2 separate regions of the Mus musculus genome follow, and region 1 is linked to region 2. A link is a contact called in public Hi-C data. All regions are on one chromosome and are shown on one strand. The core of a region is the stretch at or near the end of the contact, and the rest is flanking DNA. Distances in the headings are between cores, read along the strand shown. Region 1 holds the start of Dpy19l1 (dpy-19-like 1 (C. elegans)). Region 2 has its middle 170 kb from the start of Dpy19l1.

The links. A called contact is a pair of places that touch in the nucleus more often than the background predicts.
Region 1: a Hi-C map of CD8 T cells shows a contact between it and region 2, with 3 times the contacts expected there. The contact joins the promoter of Dpy19l1 here to the enhancer-like site in region 2. A contact is called at or near these places in 3 of 39 promoter capture datasets (embryonic stem cells, liver and stem cell-derived epiblast-like cells), 9 of 484 Hi-C or Micro-C datasets (CD4 T cells, CD8 T cells, brain and 4 more), 2 of 115 datasets of contacts at active chromatin or transcription factors (memory CD8 T cells and neural progenitor cells) and 1 of 9 other capture datasets (adipose tissue).

What each region holds. Positions count from the first base shown.
Region 1 is chr9:24,501,091-24,504,730 of GRCm38.p6, reverse strand. It overlaps Dpy19l1 (dpy-19-like 1 (C. elegans)), which reads left to right and starts at 1,591. Exons shown (of 23, transcript NM_001359948.1): 1 at 1,591-1,892. The coding sequence starts at 1,601. It overlaps LOC115487153 (a long non-coding RNA gene), which reads left to right and starts at 2,198. Exons shown (of 2, transcript XR_003948106.1): 1 at 2,198-3,640.
Region 2 is chr9:24,330,627-24,334,266 of GRCm38.p6, reverse strand. No RefSeq gene overlaps it. Among named protein-coding and RNA genes, the nearest start is that of Dpy19l1, 170 kb to the left of the region's middle. Within about 2 kb of position 2,361, at least 11 of the 459 cell types and tissues checked have an H3K27ac peak or open chromatin away from gene starts, as enhancers often do. A contact at or near this core is called in CD8 T cells and memory CD8 T cells, where this site is marked.

The DNA.
Region 1 (3,640 bases), core at 342-2,841, 170 kb before region 2:
ACAAGCAAAAGATCAGTACAACAACAACAAAAATGTCAAAGTAAAACAAAAACTCCACAAACAACATAACCACAGAGTTCGTTTTTTTGTGTGTTAGCCAACTACTGGTGGGCCCAAGGACTGCCCTGGATTGTGGGTGATATAACCAGTGACACTCCATGGAAAAACTGATTGGGAAGCATGCCCCACATCTCAGGGACAAGCAATCCAATACTGTAGCTCCGTGTGTCTTCTAATTAATAAGTATGCTAGTGATGAAATTACTGTTATTGTCTTTGGCAGACACTGAAGTAAATTTCTTTTAATCTGGTAGGTTATAAATTTAGTATCAACCCTAGAAATAACACTCTATCAACCTGATACCTTATTTCACAATATAAGCCCCTGTATGACACTGTCAATCATTTTTTTAAATAGAGGTGTCTTAAACAGTTGTTCCTTGTTTTCAATACATAACTTAATAATCAAACTCAGGAAACTTACAAAGTGTAATATAGCGGTGAGTCCTTTAACAAAATCCATTCTTTGTGCCTGAGTTAATGAATGCTCATATTAATAAAGTCGTGAGCAATAGAAGCCAGAGCCTCCTGAAACCCCTGTAATTACTGTGGAGAAAAGTGAAACGATGTGCCTTGATTTCCAGCATCCAGACTTTTTGGAACAAGCTCATTTGGACAGGAGCCAAGAAATAAGTCTCGCTGCTGCAATTCTCCAAGGCTTTGTGCAAATAGCAATGGGCTGGAGGCAAGGAAGGTTAACTTGGAACATATTCTTTTTTTTTTTTTTTCTTTTTTCTTTCCCTGGGCTTCTTCATTAACTCCTACATCCTGCTATGAGAAAATTCGTTTTCAAGTGTCACATCTTTTAGCCGGTTTCCATACTTTCAGTATACATGAGGTAAAAGTAACACGTGGATAACCTTCCCTGACAGGCCCTTTTCATTTATGACTTGAGTTTGGGTTCCTACCCAGGCCTTCAGATTACATCCTCGCTCCGACCTACCGGACACTTATTTGAATACTCGGTCCACTCCCTGCTTCTCATCCTTGAACCAGAAACCTGGCTGTTCTGAGTGGCGAGGTCACACTTTTACCCCGTTAGTTTCTTGCACAAGCCTAATGCACAGAAACCCCGGAGTGTACCCACGGCGCCGTTCCGTGGCCACTAGGTTCCCGCCCCGCGCCACGCCGCCTCACAGCCAGATCCCCGGTTCCCGAGGGCGCACTGCCGCTTCCGGGAGGTCGTCCACGCTACTCCCCTGGCCGCCGGTCCCGCCCCGCTGGTAGCCCGCGCGTGCGCGCTTGGCCGCTGGAGCGCGCCCGGGCGCGCGCGCCGGAGGGGCGGGGCCGCGCCGCTCGCAGTTTGTCCCCGCCTCCGCCCCGCGGCGTTCCGTTGTCGCCCTGGCAACCCGAGAGCGGCAACGGCGGAGGCGCGGGAGTCCGGCGCCGCCTCTCGGCCGCCACGCGGTAGGCAGCGGCCACACGGCCCGCGCTGTCCCCGCCTCCCGGCCCGCCCTCGCCGGCCAGAGTGAGCGACCGCCAGTCCGCGGATCCCGGCCGCCGTCCGGGCGCGCGCAGCTAGCGGGCGCGACTATGCCAAGATGGTCCTGCAGGCGCGGAGCAAGCACCGGGACGCGGCTCCCAGGCCGCCCCGGTCGGCCCGCTCGTCGCCGCCGCCACTGAGCGGGGCATCCGAGGTGGACGCCGGGGAGCTGGGGTCGGAGCGCACGCCGCCGTCGCCGGGGCGCAGGGGCGCGGCGGGCAGGAAGGGACCCCGCGCAGGGACCGCCGCGCCCGCCCCGGACGGCCTCGCGGGCCGCCTGGCGGCCGGGCTGCACTGGGCGCTGGGCCTGCGGCGCGGGCGCGGCCGGACCTGGAGCACGCTGCTGCTAGGTGAGCCAGTTAGCAGCCCTCTCTGACTTTTCCCGGGACGCTCCTGCCTCCTCCCTACTCCTCCCCGCTCCTTCCGGGGCTCAGCTCCACACATCCTCTGCCCCGCGGTCCGCCCGGGCTTTTAAAAACATGGCCCCGAGATCAACAGCTGCTCGGCTGGCCGCGGGCGGGCTGGTCCGCGCCGAGGAGACTGGATTCTGCCTGCATCCACAGTCCACTCTTTACCCCTGGCCCAGCCGCTACTTCGGAGGATGGTTTGCTTGGTGATGCGAGCGATTCCTGGAGCTCGAAATACCCAGGTTTCCTGACTTAGAAAGTTGCCAAACTTATAATTAAATTTTAGCGTGCTTTTTCCCTTCTTGGCCGCAAACACTGAGGGTGGCACTTCGTGGTTCTGTCACTTTTCAGGCTGCGTCGTGTTTTGGATGCCCAAGCTTTAACCTTGCCTGCTGGCATCTCTTTACCTTCTTCCATGCACCAAATGGATGGGATGTAACTTGTGCCTAGAAGAAATAAAGTTGAGGCATTTACGTGTGGACTATCTTCTGGGTTCGTTTTCTGTGACTTTGTCGGATAAGGCAAGTTTATAGAAGTTGGATTAATAGGCCTAATTTTAACAAGCCCTTCATAAGGATTCTGTGATATTTTTGCCACGATGGGATTTAGTTGTTGAATTATGTAGTGATATTTTCTTACTATCTTTTCCCTGTTGCTTAATGACCTCTAAGAGTTTGGGGTGCTTGAAGTTTGGGGTTTAGACAGACAATACAGCAAAATCAGCCTTCCTGTGGGGCCAGCCTCTTCTGCAGCTGTATAGTTATTGAAAGCCAGTCATGGCTGTGTGTTTGTGGGTTCAAGAAGGCTGGCATCGTTACTAGGATTTTTTTTTTTTAAATACTTGGGTCAAGATTTGGCAAATTCATTATTTTCATCATTCCCTCCTTCAGCAGCTAGCTTGAGAACATGGCAAGTGTACAGGTTAAATCCACCTTGGGGAGGCAGCGTGGTACAGTGGCTGAGGTTGAAGGCACTCAGCACTGGTGCAGAGTGCTTGATTTTGGTTTAAGTCTCACTTTGAGGGCCTTCCTTCTGTGTTATATGGAGTTATCCCATGCCCTGCTTACCCAGGGATGTCCTGAAGAGCAATACCAACTCCTTGGGTGATGCATGTTTGTACCCAAAGCATTTTACAGCATCAGTTCCTATGTAAAAGCAAATGCATAATCCTGATTTCTGATCCCACGGCAGAAGAAAGCTCCAGCGTTTGTGAACGGCTAGTACAAACAGCAACTGTAGTAGAGTAAGGGATGACACTGTTTATTTTAGGGAGAGACAATAATAGATTTTAAAGGGTCCTGTTCTTTTCATGTTTTGTGGTACAGTTCCTTTGGGTTTGCTTATACTGGATGGCTTATATTTGGGTTTACTAATGCCCTTGCAGAAATACTGTTTTGTTCAATGCAGGTGGGCAGCATTTCTCTTGACTTGCTCTTTTTGACTTTGTGAGTGGAAGTACAGTGAATGTGGCAGGCCGTAGTCTTAGGTGTACCCTGGATAGAGGTCACCAAGGGTGGGAGTTAGGAGGAACACCACAGTCTCTGTCTTCTCGCTTGGCCATCTGCTGTGAGACCACACAGCACCTGGAGAGAATGAAGGCTCTGCTGAAGGATCAGGATCTGGTGTCCTTGGGTCAGTTCTGGCCCTGTACTCTCAAGGCCGGTATCCATAGTGATTTCTTTTGTACCACC
Region 2 (3,640 bases), core at 1,112-3,611:
CATGATCATCATGTCTCTTCATAGCAATGGAACACTAAGATAAGACAACACCCTCCTTTCTCTACCCTCTTGACTTTGGGTCTTATCCCTTTTTTAAGCCCATAAAATATGATTGGTAATGTCTATATAATTTTGCATGTGTAGCCTTCCACGGGAGTGTGGTCAGTGTACTAGGGGCCAAAAGATTTTTTTTAAAAGGGCTTCTTCTCCCAAAAGCAATCAATTATAAATAGTGCTTCAGCTATGGGTTGGACTTTGTGCCCACCTCCCCTCTCTATGCTGGGTATTGATCTATAGTAAGCATTTACAAGCCTTGTGCAAGTTGTTAAACCTGTTGTGAGTTTACACATGAAGCTGTCCCTCTGGCTCTTAAACTCTTTCTGATCCATCTTCAGCAATGATCCCTGAGCATTGGGAACAGGAGGTGTGTTAGGTAATTCAATAAGGTATGGGCATTCCACAGTCTTTTATTCCCTGATATTGGCAAGTTGTGAGTCTTTGTATTGATCATCATCAACTGCAAATAGACGTTTCTCTGATCTGGGTTAATAGATTCATTGATCTATAATTATGATGGTAAGTCATTAAGAGTCAGTTTACTACCATATCTATTGATTAGAATTACAATTGTAGGTTCTCTTCTAGGTTCTGTGAATTGCCTAGCTATAAGCTATTAGCCTAAAAATCAGTGCCAAAGTATGAGTTCTAATCTATGAAGTGGGCTTTAAACCCAACCAGAAAGTAGATGTACTTTGTACTCTTGTGACTTTGTGCTATGTTGTTCCAGTGGACATGTCTGGCCAGGCCATTCAGTACACTAGCTTGCAGAATTCATAGCTGAGTAGGCGTGATGATGAGTTTCCCCCTGTGGTACCATCCATAGCACCACCCAGCATTATGAAAACCAGCCAGGAGAAACGAAGCTTCCAGGTCAGTACCAGCTTTGTCTCTTTATGTTCTGTGACTCAAGTATGAGTTGTCTTCAGCAATAGGGTCTTACCAGCAAGTTCTGGAAGGTATCTAAGGGAATGGTAATATCCTGTAATGTTCAGAAGTCTATGGAACCTCACTAACAACAACCCTAGTACCGGCATTGTCTCACCCTTGCCTTTGCTACCAGGACTACCTGTACTTTGCTTCCCAGGTAAGGTGCAGTGTTTATTTTTCCAAATGATGCTGCCAGTGAGGGACAGGGACAGTTCTCCAGAGTGTGGGGGCAGGTGGGAGGTGGGGTTGCTCAGTACAGTGCCTCGAGCAGCATTCCAGACCAGAAACATCTGCATGGCCTTTGCTGGTAACATGGGCATGGGACATCAACACAGACTCCAGCTGCCATAGGACCACAGACACAGCAGCATGGGTCTGATGTCCTCATGGCCTCAGGTGACAGAGCAGGTGAATCAGGTCAGCACCTTGTCCCCCTCTGCAGTAGCCTGGTTCTCAGACATCCACAAGGTCTTTGGTGGCAGTCCAGACCATGGACATGTCCTTGGCCTTTGGTGGTAGTTTGGGCCACAGACATTGACACAGATCCCAGCTGCAGCAGGACCATGGAACCAGACATGGTCCTTGGAGACAGCTCAGGCCAGGACCTCACCATGGCCTCCTCACATTTGCTTGTTTCTCACAACTGTAGAGTCCCCTGTTCCACTTTTCTTCAGTATATGAACCCCCAGCTTCTCTTTCTCTTCCATTTCTCTACCACATACTCCATCTTTCCCATCTATCCTTCACACATTCACCCATTGAGGTTACCCCTGTGGGGAGGAGCTTGGGTGTCTTTCTTCTGGCTGCAGCAGACCCTCCACAAAATTTTTAAAAGTTTTTTGTTTGTTTGTTTGGTTTGGTTTTGATAGTTATTGCTTTCCATAGCCCATGCTTCACCCTGCCTACCCCAATTTAACCCTTCCCATTTTGTTGCTCCCTTTAACTTTTTAGGCCACTGTGTCCTGTCTTCCTTCCTTTGAAAATCATGACATTTAAAAAATTTCTAGGCCTCTGCATGTATTTTAAATGAAAGACATATGTCTGGAGATTCATAGCTAACATCCACAAATGAGAGAAAACAAGCAATATGCAATGTTTACCCTTTTGTTTTGGGTTGCCTCTCTCAGAATTATTATTCGCTATATTCAGTTTTATCCATTCACCTGTGAATTTCATAATTTCATTTTTTGAGAGCTAAATCATATCTATTGTGTAAAGGTAGCACATTTTCATCCATTTGTACATTGATGGAAACTGAGTTATTTCCATTTTCTCCTGGTAGTGAATAGAGAAGCAGTGAATATGAGTGAGCAGGCATCTCTATAACAGGATAAAGAGCCCAAGAGCATAACTGCGTTATGTGGTATGTCTACAGCTTTTGAAGAAACCTCAACACTGATTTCCTGCTGGCACTGGTTTCCTGGCTGTACTAGTTGGCACACCCACCATCAGTGAAAAAACATTTCCCTTCCCCCACACTCAGACCAGTATCTCTTGCCACTTAGTTTTTTTGATCTATCCAATTTGAACAGGGTAAGGTGAAATCTCAAAGTAGTTTTAATTTGCATTTCTCTGATGGTGAAAGATGTTGGGTATAAAAAAAGTTTCTCGTTTATTTATATTCATTTTGAGGACTCTGTTTAGTTTTATGCCCTAATTTTTAAATGGGTTGCTTGTTTTTGATGTTTAGAGTTAAATTCTTTGTATATTTTAGATAACACTATGTCAGATGTACAGTTGGTAAAGACTTTTTCCCATCTGATAGTCTGCCTCTTTCCTGAAATAATGGTGTCCTTTCTTGTACAGAAGTTTTCTAATTTCATGATTGTTGGTCTTTATGCTTATACCACCTGGGTCCCATAGAAAGTCCTTTCTTGTGTCAATGAATTTAAGTTTATTCTCTAGTACGTTTTCATCTCTTCTCTTCTCTTCTCTTCTCTTCTCTTCTCTTCTCTTCTCTTCTCTTCTCTTCTCTCCTCTCCTCTCCTCTCCTCTCCTCTCCTCTCCTCTCCTCTCCTCTCCTCTCCTCTCCTCTCCTCTTCTCTTCTCTTCTCTTCTTTTTTCTTTATTTTAATAAGATTCAGGGTATTTTCTGTCATATAGAATATGCCTTGGTCCATTTGGGATAGAATTTTATGTAGGGTGAGAAATAAGAATGTGGTTTCATTCTTTCATATGTAGCAATCCAGTTTGACTAGCACAATTTGTTGAAGAAGTCTTTCTTCAAATGTGTATTAGTGACCACTTTGTAAAAAAGTCAGGTGACTATGGAAGTGTGGGCTTATGTGTGTGGTCTCACTTCTACTCTATTAATCAATGAGTCTGGTTTTATGCCAGTACCATGCTGTTTTTATTACAAGAACTCTATATTATAATTTGAAATCTGGAAAGGTTCTTGACACATCTAATTATTCTTCTTAAAAATTGTTTAGTATTTTTCTGGATTGTCTAGTATTTCATATTTCCATATAAAATTTAAGATTATTTTTTACCTTCTATGAAATATTGTACTGGCATTTTGATAGGGATTGCATTGAACTTGTATATTCTCTTGGTAGAATGACCATTCTACCTACTGATCCATGAGCAAGGGTTCTTTCCATCATTTCATGATGTCTTCTTCACCTTATTTTTCAGGGTATTAAGGTTTTCA